Linked DNA regions of Pan troglodytes: region 1 is linked to region 2. A link is a contact called in public HiChIP or PLAC-seq data. All regions are on one chromosome and are shown on one strand. Each heading gives the region's core, a stretch centred on a gene start, on an enhancer-like site or on the middle of the called end of the contact. The rest is flanking DNA. Distances are from core to core; before and after follow the strand shown.

Region 1 (6,051 bases), core at 2,722-5,221, 140 kb after region 2:
ATGCGAAGTTGCTAGGCCTGCTAGCTGAGCTCCGGAGCATTAATGAGGCCTACGGGTACCAAATCCAGCACATCCAGGGCCTGTCTGCCATGATGCCGCTGCTCCAGGAGATCTGCAGCTGAGGCCAGGCTCACTTCCTTCCCCAGCTCACCTGGGACACCCTGGATACACTGGAGTGGGAAAATGCTGGGACCAAAGATTGGGCCGGGTTCAAAGGGAGCCCAGTGGTTGCAATGAAAGACTAAAGCAATAACTGCCTCTTCATGCGGTCATGGGGATAGTGGGGGTGACCATAGGAACAAAGTTGTTCTCTGGAAGCACAGAAGATGGGAAGAAGGAAACCTCAGGGCTAAGAGGTAAAGAAGCTCCTTCTGGGAATGGGTGGGCCCCACTTCCTGAGACCAAACATCTAGCCCTTCAGCCCTACTTTCCCAGCCTTGGGAGGCTCTGGGATGGAAAACAGGATGGTCAGCTAATCCCATGCAGGATTAACCAAAGGGAAAGGAAGAAGGAAGCCTGAGGGCAAGGGGTGCCGGGGGAATTCAGCCATACCCCTTAATCCTTCCCCCTTAGTCCACAGCCACAAGAGCATGGGGAAGGTGATACTGGGGCTGGTAGCAGAGGGGGGATCCTCAAACCTCTGCCTCATCAACTGCCCCTGTGGCAGCTCCAGTTCTGAGGAGGGCATGGTCCTGTCCACCACTCTGCTCCTGGGTCCTAGAGATCACCCAGCAAGGTGGGCTCTGAAGAGGGGCCTAGTCTCTGGCCCTAGGGCACCTGACTCAGAGGTTCCAGCTGCTGTGGGGGCTGGCTCTGGACAACCTCAGCCCACAGTGATGCTGAAGCCACAATGGAATCTGTTGCGCCAGTGATTGAGGAAGGCTCCAAGGGCTAGGGTGACAGGCAGAGGGGGCATCTTCTTCTCCAGCACAGCACCTACACACCAGTTACTATCCACCAAGCCTGTTGGGGGAGAGAATACCCACTAGATTATTTAACAGGGATTAGAGGAAATAATCACCAGAAGTAAGGTCGAGCTTCCCTCCCTCCTCTGCATCCCCCATTCCTCAGCATAGCCAAATGTCTCCCAATAACCCTCACCTCTAAATACCATGTTGGCCTGGGGCAGAGTCAGGTGGTAACCAAAGGAGAATGTTGTGTCTTGTAGCCTTGTGTTTGCCTCAAACTCCACTCCAACCTGAACCTGAGAACCATGGGCAAGGATGAGAGAGAGATCAGTATCAGTGAAGACCAGAAGGGTCCTGATGGGGAATCAGCAGAATGGAGGCATGCATGTAAATATATACACAGCGTGGTAGGAAGAAAAATAGGTCAGCAGGGCGATAGAGGTCCAGATGAACAGAAGTTCATGACTGACTTGCTGACAAGGAGGGAATGAGATCAGAGGTCTCACCTGTTCATTTGCCCTGTGGTAGTAACTTGCATGGGCCCCGCCTGATCCCACATTCAATGTAGCTACCCAGTGTACAGCTGTAAAATCCAAAGTACAGAGGGGAAGGAGTGTTAACTGTAGTATAACACAGTCCAGGAACCCCAGAAAAGTCCAGAATTGCCCCCCCCCCACCACCACTACTTCACTTCGCCCCATACCCGAGTACTTCCCAGCCAGTGTCAAGATGGCCCCCTCTTCGCCTGGCCGCCGGTGATAAACTAGCTCTCCTCCCAGCACCAGCCGATGAGTGAGGCTCTGCAGGAAGTGAGCAACCATGATCACTGTGGGGGAACGGGGAGACATGGAGTCAGTCATAGAGACAATATCCAGACCTGCTCCCTCACCCCCAATAACCGCCACCCCAGCCTGCCCAAGAAGTTCCTTTTCTAAACTCCAAACTGTACAGAAGATGAAGAGGCATAGTAACATTAGCAAATGGGCCGCCAAGATAAAAAGAACCCTGTCCCAGTTCCTCACCCGACTCCCCAATCAGGTCAGGATTTCCTAGGGTCAGAGTGGCTGTGTAGTCATCTCCCCGATACTCGCCATCAAACTGCCATGTCAAGAACTTGGCCTGCTGCGTCTGGGTGGCAAGAGCAAGAAGTAAAATCTCCCTCCCTCTTTATGATCATTATAGACTCTGCTCCTCCTTCCAAGCCCTCAGAGCAGAAAACCCGTGGAGGAGAAAGAGGAAGTGCCTCAGGGGATGGAGGCAGGAACTGTGGTCACCTGGAAGACAGCCTTAGCTCGGAGCCGCTCTGCCAAGAGGAGCAAGACCTGGGCGTTCAGGCTGCCACTGCTGTCCATATCCCCTACCACAGTGGGGAACACCTGTGGAAGGGTGTACACAGTAGTAAGGCTGAGCCGGATGGCACCACTCAGCCTAAACCCAAATATAGAACTTCATTAAGAGTGCACAGCGCCCCCTGGTGGAGTCACAAAGACACACTCTGGGCTCTTCACAGAAAATGTTTCTCTACCCTCTCTGATTCAGAAAAGACACAATCAGGTTACGGCCCATTCCTCCCCATAACACACACAATTCCTCTTCCTCCAGACCTGGGTCCCAGATTGGTTTTTAGGGAGATGACCCAGGTGTGTGGAGCCCTCACCTCAGTGGGACTGAGCTGCCAATCCCCTGCATAGGCCGCATGGAGGTGATATCCCGGCAAGCCCAGGGCACTCATGTGTATAGTGTGCGCCACCTGAGGAAAAGAGGATTCAGTGGAGAAAAGCGCATTCCTGCTCCACTTCAATCCCTCATCCCACCCTTAGTCTTTTCCCCATCCAGAGGGCCTCTCAAGAATCCTAAATATTCCAACATATACAGAGAAGGTCATCAGATTAAAAGCAACAAGTCCCACAGGCACGGAGGTAAAGAGAACCCCATATCCTCCCTCATTTGTCCCACATAGACTGGCTAGGGCTGGAGTACAAAGGAAAGGAGAAGATGATCCAGGGACAGGAAAGGGGGAATAGTAAGGAGGGGCCAGAGAAGTGGGAGCACCTGGAAATGGCTGCTCAGAACCTTGTTGACAACGAGCTTCACGCCCTCCATCTGTGCTGGGAATACATCTGAAGGGGGTAGGGGAAGGGAAGGAATAAGCACAGACAAAGAACCCCTATCCCAAAAGATAGTCTCCCCTTTCAATCCCATAGGGAACACTTTGGAGGAATTAACCTCCTTTCAAGTCCTGCAATGAAATGCTCCACTTCATTTGGGCACCTGATCCTCCCTGAGGCTGCATGACCCAGCTATGATCTCCCCTTTCCTGCTCCCATCGCCAGACATCCGGCATTCAAGACCCTCCACTCCTCTGCCCCTTCATCCTGAGACACCCAAGTGCCAAGTTCTCACCTTTGCATAGCCGGTGCAGCTCATCGAAGCTCCCAGGGTTGGGCAGGGGTTCCTCTCGGCGGGGGCTCCGGCGGGGCAAAGTCCCCATTGGTGCCAGGCCCAATGTGTTCCCCATTTTAGTCCAGAGGACTGGGAAGGGCCGAGGTTAGCCTGTGAAAGGACGCTATTGCCCCTTTACCCCCCAACGGGCCCCACCCCCCATTATCCGGCTCCCCAGCCTCAGAAACTTCCACATGGTCCGACGCTACACCTGGAACAGGAAGAGTAGGGAAGGAGAGCACTCATGGAGAGACAACCCTAGGCACACTCCCGCCCCATCTTTGATCTCTCACCCCCACTTGTCACCCTTGTCCTCTCTCCCTTTCTCTGATCCTAGCCCCCACCACAGACTTCACCTAGCTCCCTAGCCTCTCTATTCTTCATTCCCAGGCCCCAAGACCAGGCCTGCAATGGTGCAGTATCCCTTACCATCTCAGACCATCATGCTGCCCCTTTCCCCCCGGCACACCCCGGTCATCTTGATGGGGGCAGCCATCTTGAGTGATGGCAGAACTGCAGCTTCACGCTGCATTCTTAGCGTGGCCGTAAGCGCCATCTTTGAATCTGGCAAAGAAAGCTGTCAAAGACCCAACCCAACCCTGATTGGGCCCCGCCCAATCAATGAAAAAAAAAAAAAAAGCCTCCTATTTACCATGGGCCAATGGGAAGGGAGGAAGAAAATGAGTGGCAGGTCTGACGGCCCAAGAGCTTCAACCCTGGAGCTGCAGAGGCGGGCAGGACTTGAAGTGGAAGGCTTTAGATCACTAGGCCTCTCCAAGGTCGGAAAAAAACTTGTGAGCGTGCAAGACACTAGAGGGAGCATCTTGTAGCTTGGGCCACTGAAGCTCCTTCCACCCATGTAGTTTCATCCATCAGAAAAGTGAAACTACAGCTTGTAGACTGGCATAGTGTGAAGGGTGGCAGAAAGAACGATTATGAAGACTTCTTTGGAACCCTGGTTCATTTCTTTCGCTCCCTTCTCTCCAAAGAACCCATGGGAAATCCTCCTCACAGCCCTCCACAGCGCACCTCCAAATGAGTACTACTCATTAAGCGCAGCACTCCCTAGAACAGGGACCCACCCTTCTCTTCTGGAGGTCTACATCTCTCGAAGTCCCCGCTCTTGACCACTTGGTGGAATGGAAACGGGTGTGAGAGTTTGGCGCAGAGGAGTAAGTTCTAGCAGAACTATTCGCTGAAACAGCTGCTTTCTGTATTTAACCCTTCCTTCCCTGAGTTCCAAGGCAGAGTTGGCAAATAAAATCTAGGAATATGGAGCCTGGCCCCCAAAAGCACTCCATCCCAGGACCAAGGACAAGCCAAAGGGCTGACCTCAAGCACTAAGCGCTCCACAGGGGAATAATTGAAAATGGAGTAAGAGTTCTTGGTCTTGGAGGGTGAAGGGTGGGAGGAGGGAGAAGATCAAGAAAAATAACTAATGGATATTAGGCTTAATACCTGGGTGATGAAATAATCTGTACAACAAATCCCCATGACACAAGTTTACGTGTGTAACAAACTTGCATATATAGGCCAGGCGCGGTGGCTCATGCCTGTAATCCTAGCACTTTGGGAGGCCGAGGCGGGCAGATCACCTGAGGTCGGGAGTTCAAGACCAGCCTGACCAACATGGAGAAACCCCGTCTCTACTAAAAATACAAAATTACCCGGGCGTGGTGGCGCATGCCTGTAATCCCAGCTACTTGGGATGCTGAGGCAGGAGAATCGCTTGAACCCAGGAGGTGGAGGTTGCAGTGAGCCGAGATCATGCCATTACGCTCCAGCCTGAGCAACAAGAGCAAAACTCCGTCTCAGGAAAACAAACAAACAAAAAAACCTGCACATACACTTCTGAATTTAAAACAAAAGTTAAAAAACAAAGATTTCTTGGTCTCTGGTCACTACCTCCCTCATTAGCTCTGCGCCTCCACTCTCACCCTCAGGAATGTTCCACATACTCAGCGAGTATGCTTGGGGGGCAAAAGGGTGAAAGATACAAAAGCTTCTGATATCTATTTAACTGATTTCACCCAAATGCTTTGAACCTGGGAATGTACCTCTCCCCCTCCCCCACCCCCAACAGGAGTGAGACAAGGGCCAGGGCTATTGCCCCTGCTGACTCAATATTGGCTGATCACTGCCTAGAACTGATAAGGTGATCAAATGACCAGGCGCCTTCAACCTTTACCCTGGTAGAAGCCTCTTATTCACCTCTTTTCCTGCCAGAGCCCTCCGTTGGGAGGGTATGGGCGGAAGCTGTTTTCTGAATTTGTTTTACTGGGGGTAGGGTATGTTCAGTGATCAGCATCCAGGTCATTCTGGGCTCTCCTGTTTTCTCCCCGTCTCATTACACATTAACTCAAAAACGGACAAGATCATTTACACTTGCCCTCTTACCCGACCCTCATTCCCCTAACCCCCATAGCCCTCAACCCTGTCCCTGATTTCAATTCCTTTCTCCTTTCTTCTGCTCCCCAATATCTCTCTGCCAAGTTGCAGTAAAGTGGGATAAGGTTGAGAGATGAGATCTACCCATAATGGAATAAAGACACCATAAGCTTTCCATGGTATGATGGGTTGATGGTATTCCATGTGTTGATATGTCAGAGCTTTCCAGAGAAATAACTTGGAATCCTGCTTCCTGTTGCATTCAAGTCCAAGGACCTCAGATCTCAAAAGAATGAACCTCAAATATACCTGA
Region 2 (6,357 bases), core at 3,374-5,873:
ATAGAGACGGGGTTTCACCATGTTGGCCAGGATGGTCTCCATCTCTTGATCTCGTGATCCTCCCGTCTCGGCCTCTCAAAGTACTGGGATTACAGGCGTGAGTCACCGCGCCTGGCCTTTTTTTTTTTTTTCTTTTTTTTGAGATGGTGTCTCACTCTGTCGCCCGGGGGATGGAGTGCAGTGGCGCAATCTCGGCTCACTGCAACCTCCACCTCCCGGGTTCAAGCGATTCTCTTGTCTCAGCCTCCCGAGTAGCTGGGACTACAGGCGCGTGTCACCATGCTCAGCTAATTTTTGTATTTTTAGTAGAAACAGGGTTTCGCCATGTTGGTCAGGCTGGTCTCGAACTTCTGTCCTCAACTGTTCCGCCTGCCTCAGCCTCTGAAAGTGCTAGGATTACACGTGTGAGCCACTGTGCCCAGCGTGTACCTTGGATTTTAGATTACAGAGAGACAAATAATCTAAAACGATCACCTTTCTCTCTAGAACAATGGGTTAGAGGATCCAGAAACAGACCCAAATATGTTAGGGAATACATTAAAAATGGCATTTCAAATCAGTAGAGGAAAAGAAAACTTATTAATGATGCCAAGGCAACTAGTTAAGGCAACTGAAGCATAACCTTGTCCACATTCACTAAAATTCCAGAAGGAACAAAAATTTAAATGTAAGAACTGAAGCTAGGGGTAAATTATTTTTAAAATATTGGAATTCACAAAAAGCCATTCAAAGCATAAGATCCAGAGCATAGAAAAAATGAGTAATACATCTGACTACTACATAAGTACTAAAGACATGTCCATGGCAAAAAAAAAAAAAAAAAAAAAAACCCACAGAAAAACAAAAACAAAACAGAAAAACCACCAACAAAATGAAAGTAAGTGACAAACTGGAGGGAATATTTCCAACATATTTGACAAAGGACTAATTTCCTTAATATATGGAGTTCAAACAGATTAATGAACATGATCAACAGGCTGGGTGCAGTGGCTCAAGCCTGTAATCCCAGCTTTTTGGGAAGCTGAGGTGGGCAGATGGCTTGAACCCAGGAGTTCAAAACCAGCCTGGGCAACATGGCAAAATCCCATCTCTACAAAAAAAATTAAAAAATCAGCTGGGTGTGGTGGTGCATCCCTGTAGTTCCAGTTATTCGGGAGGCTGAGGTGGGAGGATTGTTTGGACCTGAGAGGCAGAAGTTACAGTGAACCAAGATGATGCCACTGCACTCCAGCCTGGGTGACAGAGGGAGGACTGGTTTCAAAAAAAAAAAGTCAACAGCCCAATAATAAGTGGCAAAATACATTAAAGGCCATTTTCAGGGAAAAAAAAATTAAAATAAAAACAGTTTATACACATATAAAAACACCCTAATTAAAGAAATGCAAATTTAAAACAATGATATACCGTGTTGGGTGGGTGTGGTGGTTCGTGCCTGTAATCTCAACACTTCCAGAGGTTGAAGAATCACTTGAGGCCATGAATTGAAGACAAGAGGAACAACACAGTTAAGACCCTATCTCTTAAAAAAAATTTGTTTTTTTTAATTAGCTGGGCATGGTAGCTCATGCCTATACTCCCAACTACTTGGGAGGCTAAGGTGGGAGGATTGCTTGAGCTCAGGATATTGATGGAACCACTGCACTCCAGAGCTTAGGCAACAGGGAGACCGTCTCAAAACAAAAACAAAAAATAAAATTATATACCATGTTCAACCTACAGCTTAACAAGCAATATGGTATAATGGTTAAAACTGCTGGCTCTAGAGTCAGAATATTTGGGATTAAATCCTGGCTCTACTCCTCACTGTGTATTCTCCAGTTTCCTTGGTTGGGTTGAGAACTAAATGAGAAAATGTAATAAAGCAATTAGAACTGTGCCTGGCATGTATATAGTAACTGCTCAGTTAACATTAGTTCTACTAGTTCAATCAATTAGTTCTATTAGTTCAATTCTATTAGTTCAATTAAAATTAGTTTAGACTGAAAAAAAAAAAGAAAAAACGATGATGTTGAAAAGAAAGCAGAGAACTAGGCACTCATATGCCATCATACACCACTGGTAGAAGTACAAACTGGCACAATGTCTTTCAGTGGTAATTTGACATTATCTACTTATTTTATTTATTTATTTTTTTTTGAGACGGAGTCTCGCTCTGTCACCCAGGCTGGAGTGCAGTGGCGCAAAATTGGCTCACTGCAAGCTCCGCCTCCTGGGTTCACGCCATTCTCTTGCCTCAGCCTCCTGAGTAGCTGGGACTACAGGCGCCCGCCACACGCCCAGCTAATGTTTTGTATTTTTAGTAGAGACGGGGTTTCACCATGTTAGCCAGGATGGTCTCGATCTCCTGACCTCGTGATCGCCCACCTCAGCCTCCCAAAGTGCTGGGATTACAGACGTGAGCCACCGCACCCAGCCTATCTACTTATTTTAAATGCACAAACCCTTTTGACTTTGCAATGTACTTTAAAACATTTATCCTACAGATCACATATGTACATAAAAATACATACATACATGTTCATAAAGATACATAGGGATTTTTCATTACAGCAATGTCCTTATTAGCAAAAGACTATAAATAAACTAAATGGTCATCCATATGGGTCTGAACAAACTATGGTGCATCCCAAAATGGAATATTATGATAAAAACATAATCCCCAAGATAGTCAAAAAGCAAATCAAAAAGCAATGTGGACAGCTCTCTCATTAGTGTTTGTATGCAGAGAAGATTTCTGGAAGGAGACACAAGAAATGAGTAACAGCAGTTGCCCTGAGGAGCAAGACTGAGAGTTGAAATCAAATGGAGATTTGCTTTTCACTGAACATCCTGTAAACATGAAATTTTTTCCATGTACATTACTTTTTCAATTGAACAAAAACTAGTTAACTTTTAAAAATGAGTGCAGTCATCATTTATCATTACATCCCTATCAGAAAGGCAGAGGGAGGCATACCAACTGAAGACAAATTCTAAGAGAAATAATGCTAGCCTATCATTGCAGATTAAAGGGCCAAAATGGATATCCTAGAGCAAAGATAGTCCTTGGTCCTTAAAGAACTCTTCTCTAGAGAGTGATAAGAACCACAGGGACTAAGCACATGAGTTATCTTTCCAGATCTCACATTATCCAGGTATTAACTCCAGAGCCTATAAAACAAGAGCTGTTCTTCCCTCCATCTGCAGAAGCATAGGAGTGCTCTTATACTTGGTGTGTTCTTCCCTCCATCTGCAGAAGCATAGGAGTGCTCTTATACTTGGTGTGTTGGTTAAGATGAGGATTTTGGGGGAAGAAGGAAAAGAGAAGGGACTGATGGATATACTTTATTTATTTTTTATTTTTTGAGACGGAGTCTCACGCTGTCGCCCTGGCTGAAGTGCAGTGGCACGATCTCTGCTCATTGCAACCTCCGCCTCCCGGGTTCAAGCAATTCTCCTGCCTCAGCCACCCGAGTAGCTGGGATTAGAGGCATGCGCCACCATGCCTGGCTAATTTTTTGTATTTTTAGTAGAGACAGGGTTTCTCCATGTTGGCCAGGCTGGTCTTGAACTCCTGACCTTGTGATCCGCCTGCTTCGGCCACCCAAAGTGCTGGGATTACAGGCGTGAGCCACCGCGCCCGGCCTGGATATGCTTTATAATGGTCTCCTGGTCCTAATGATATCTTTGGGCAACTTATTTCTTAGTTTTTCCCTTTCATCTTGACACCTTATATATAAATTCACTTTACAATTCACAAAGCACAGTTCTACTTACTTATTAATTCTCTTAACCACCTCGTAGATGGGTATTAAAATGCCATTTTATGAGTTTCAGAGGGGTTTCCTTGTCCCACAAATATTAGGCTTATGTCCTGGCTCCCCCCCATTGAACTCTCCAAACCTGAACCTTTCCACTCTGTGACTTTCTCTCTTCATCCCTGCTCAATCTCCCTGCACCAGCACCTGATTCCATTTTATTCCAGTCAACACTAAACGCCTGTGTTCTTAGGTGCTGTGCTTCTAGACAGTGACAGAGGAAATTTTTTAAGGACCAAGGACAAGATATGTTTTTCCTTCTGGGGACAGATTTGAGCTAGTTGCTTTTTAAATATTGTTCCTTTGTTATTCTGTCTGATAAAACGAAGTAGTGGGCCTTATAAACAGGATCTCACCAGGATTGAATACCTACTATGCTATGATATTGTCTAGACACTTTATTCATTTTATCTCACTTACCCTGTAAAAGCAGGCTCTATTATCTCCACAATACAAATGAGTTGATAGAAATTTAGTGAAGACAAGACAGTTGTTTAATGTCATATAGCTCCTATGTTCCCATGTTGAATAAGGATTCAAACCCCAGTATCTGGCTCTACAGCCTGTGGTACATTACACCATGTTGTCCAACAAGTATAGCTCTCAGGGTTACATGGTTTGTTAAAGTGGTTAAAAACCCCAATCAAAGGCCCGTGGAAGTTCTTAAGCAGGGGTAGGTTATGCCAGAAAAAAAGTAGTGGCTATTCAGCTAATTTTCTCACATTTACTCAGTCTTTCCCGTCTCTAAAATAAAAATGAATCTAAGTTCCAGAGAAAACAAATGGGGGCAGTGTGAGCCAAGGAAGTGAATAATAATAAGCAGAAGAGAAAGGCAGCCTCTGCTCATTGGTAGTCCCAGGAGGTCGGCCTTCTGCAGTTGCCAAGCAACGAGTGTAAACAGCACAAGATCATGGCCACTAACTACAGTGCCAACCAGGTAAGTTCCCATTCTCCATTTCTTTAACGTTTACTTTTGTTTTTCAGATTCTATCTTTGGACTGTCCCCTCTCATAGGATTCTGATCTTTGAACAGATAGCTGAGAGTGGAGTGAGATAATATTTTACCTCCTCAGGGATAGAGAGAGCCCAGGGGCGATCCAAAGGTATCTCTGGGTTAAATTTGTAGGGTGTAAACCAGAAGTTGGCAATTTTTTTTCTGTAAAAGGGTGGAGTGTAAAAATTTTAGGCTTTGCAGGCCAAGTGGCAAAGTCAAAAATATTCTGTAGCTACTTGCATAATTAAAGAAAAACATTTTTCCATAACATTTTTGACAAATTCAAAATATAACTGAGTACAATTTTTTGTACTACTAATGAAAATAATGGAATTTTGGGGGTTGAGAAAACATTTCACTTAACTGGGATTCAAAGTTAGTGTTCCATTTGATTGAATCAACTGTAAATGTTCATTTATAAACATCACCCTTACTCTCAGGCCATCCCCAAACAGGCAGCAATATGGATATGGCCCATAGGCCATAGTTTACCAACTCCTGATCTAGACCAGTGCTGCCCAACAAAAAGAGTGCGAGCCACAAATGTAATTTTAAATTTTCTAGTAGCTACATGAAAAAATTAAAACATAAAATTTAAATATATTGAATTTAACCCAATAAATCCAAATATTATGTCAACATTTAATCAGTATTTAAAAAATTATAATCAGACATTTTACGTTCTTTTTTTGTACTAAATCTCCAAAACCTGCTGGGTGTTGTAGCTCACGTCTGTAATCCCAACACTTTGGGAGGCTGAGGCACAAGGATCGCTTGAGGCCAGGAGTTTGAGACCACCCTGGGCAATATGGTGAGACCTCATCTCTACAAGTAAATTTAAAAATTAGCTGGACATGGTGGCATGCACCTGTAGTCCCAGCTACCTGTGAGTCTGAGGGAGGAGGATCGCTTGAATCCAGGTGTCCAAGGCTGCAGTGAGCTAGGATCATGCCACTGACCCCAACCCAGGTGGCAGACCAAGATCCTATCTCAAAAAAAAAAAAAGAAAAGAAAAAAACTTCAAAATTCAGCATATTTCATATTTATAAAGCACCTCAATTTGAACTAGTCATATTTCAGGTGCTCAACAGCTCCATGTGGCTCCCGGCTCCATGTTGGACAGCACACATCTAGACCAAACAAATTACACCCTTGTCATAGTGATTTAAAGCCTACATGGTTGGTCAGGCCTTTGGTCTTCAAATCTAAAGAATTGTGCCTAGTCTTCATTTCCTGGGTTTGGGGCCTTGAAGTCTCATAGGGCTACTTATCTTTCTCTCCACAGTATGAAAAGGCTTTCTCATCCAAGTATCTGCAGAACTGGTCTCCCACTAAGCCAACAAAAGAGGTATTCCATGTTCAGTGCACCTACAAGATAGCCTCATGCTCTCCCTGTCAATTAACTCCTTTTAGCATTCTCTAAACTCCCATATTCTTCTCTGACCAAGCTCCCCAAATACTTCCCTTTTTCCCCTCACAAACCTTTATCTCTCCCACTTGTACCCCAGAGCATCTCTTCTCATGAAGGCTACACTCAAATTATTGCCAACGATCGTGGTCATCTAC

The links. HiChIP or PLAC-seq counts read pairs in DNA pulled down with a chosen protein or histone mark.
Region 1: an H3K4me3 HiChIP or PLAC-seq map of stem cell-derived excitatory neurons shows a contact between it and region 2, with 11 times the contacts expected there. The contact joins the promoter of TOMM40L here to the promoter of CFAP126 in region 2. A contact is called at or near these places in 2 of 7 Hi-C or Micro-C datasets (induced pluripotent stem cells and stem cell-derived neural progenitor cells), 1 of 1 datasets of contacts at active chromatin or transcription factors (stem cell-derived excitatory neurons) and 1 of 1 other capture datasets (stem cell-derived neural stem cells).

What each region holds. Positions count from the first base shown.
Region 1 is chr1:87,989,127-87,995,177 of NHGRI_mPanTro3-v2.0_pri, forward strand. TOMM40L (translocase of outer mitochondrial membrane 40 like) reads right to left here and starts at 3,972. Exons shown (of 10, transcript XM_001173832.7): 1 at 3,780-3,972; 2 at 3,312-3,561; 3 at 2,961-3,028; 4 at 2,566-2,658; 5 at 2,183-2,284; 6 at 1,931-2,036; 7 at 1,612-1,734; 8 at 1,415-1,491; 9 at 1,102-1,204; 10 at 1-963. The coding sequence starts at 3,426. The coding sequence ends at 824. It overlaps NR1I3 (nuclear receptor subfamily 1 group I member 3), which reads left to right. Exons shown (of 8, transcript NM_001135615.1): 8 at 1-122. The coding sequence ends at 122.
Region 2 is chr1:87,848,999-87,855,355 of NHGRI_mPanTro3-v2.0_pri, forward strand. CFAP126 (cilia and flagella associated protein 126) reads left to right here and starts at 4,624. Exons shown (of 5, transcript XM_016930991.3): 1 at 4,624-4,734; 2 at 6,077-6,139; 3 at 6,300-6,357. The coding sequence starts at 4,708.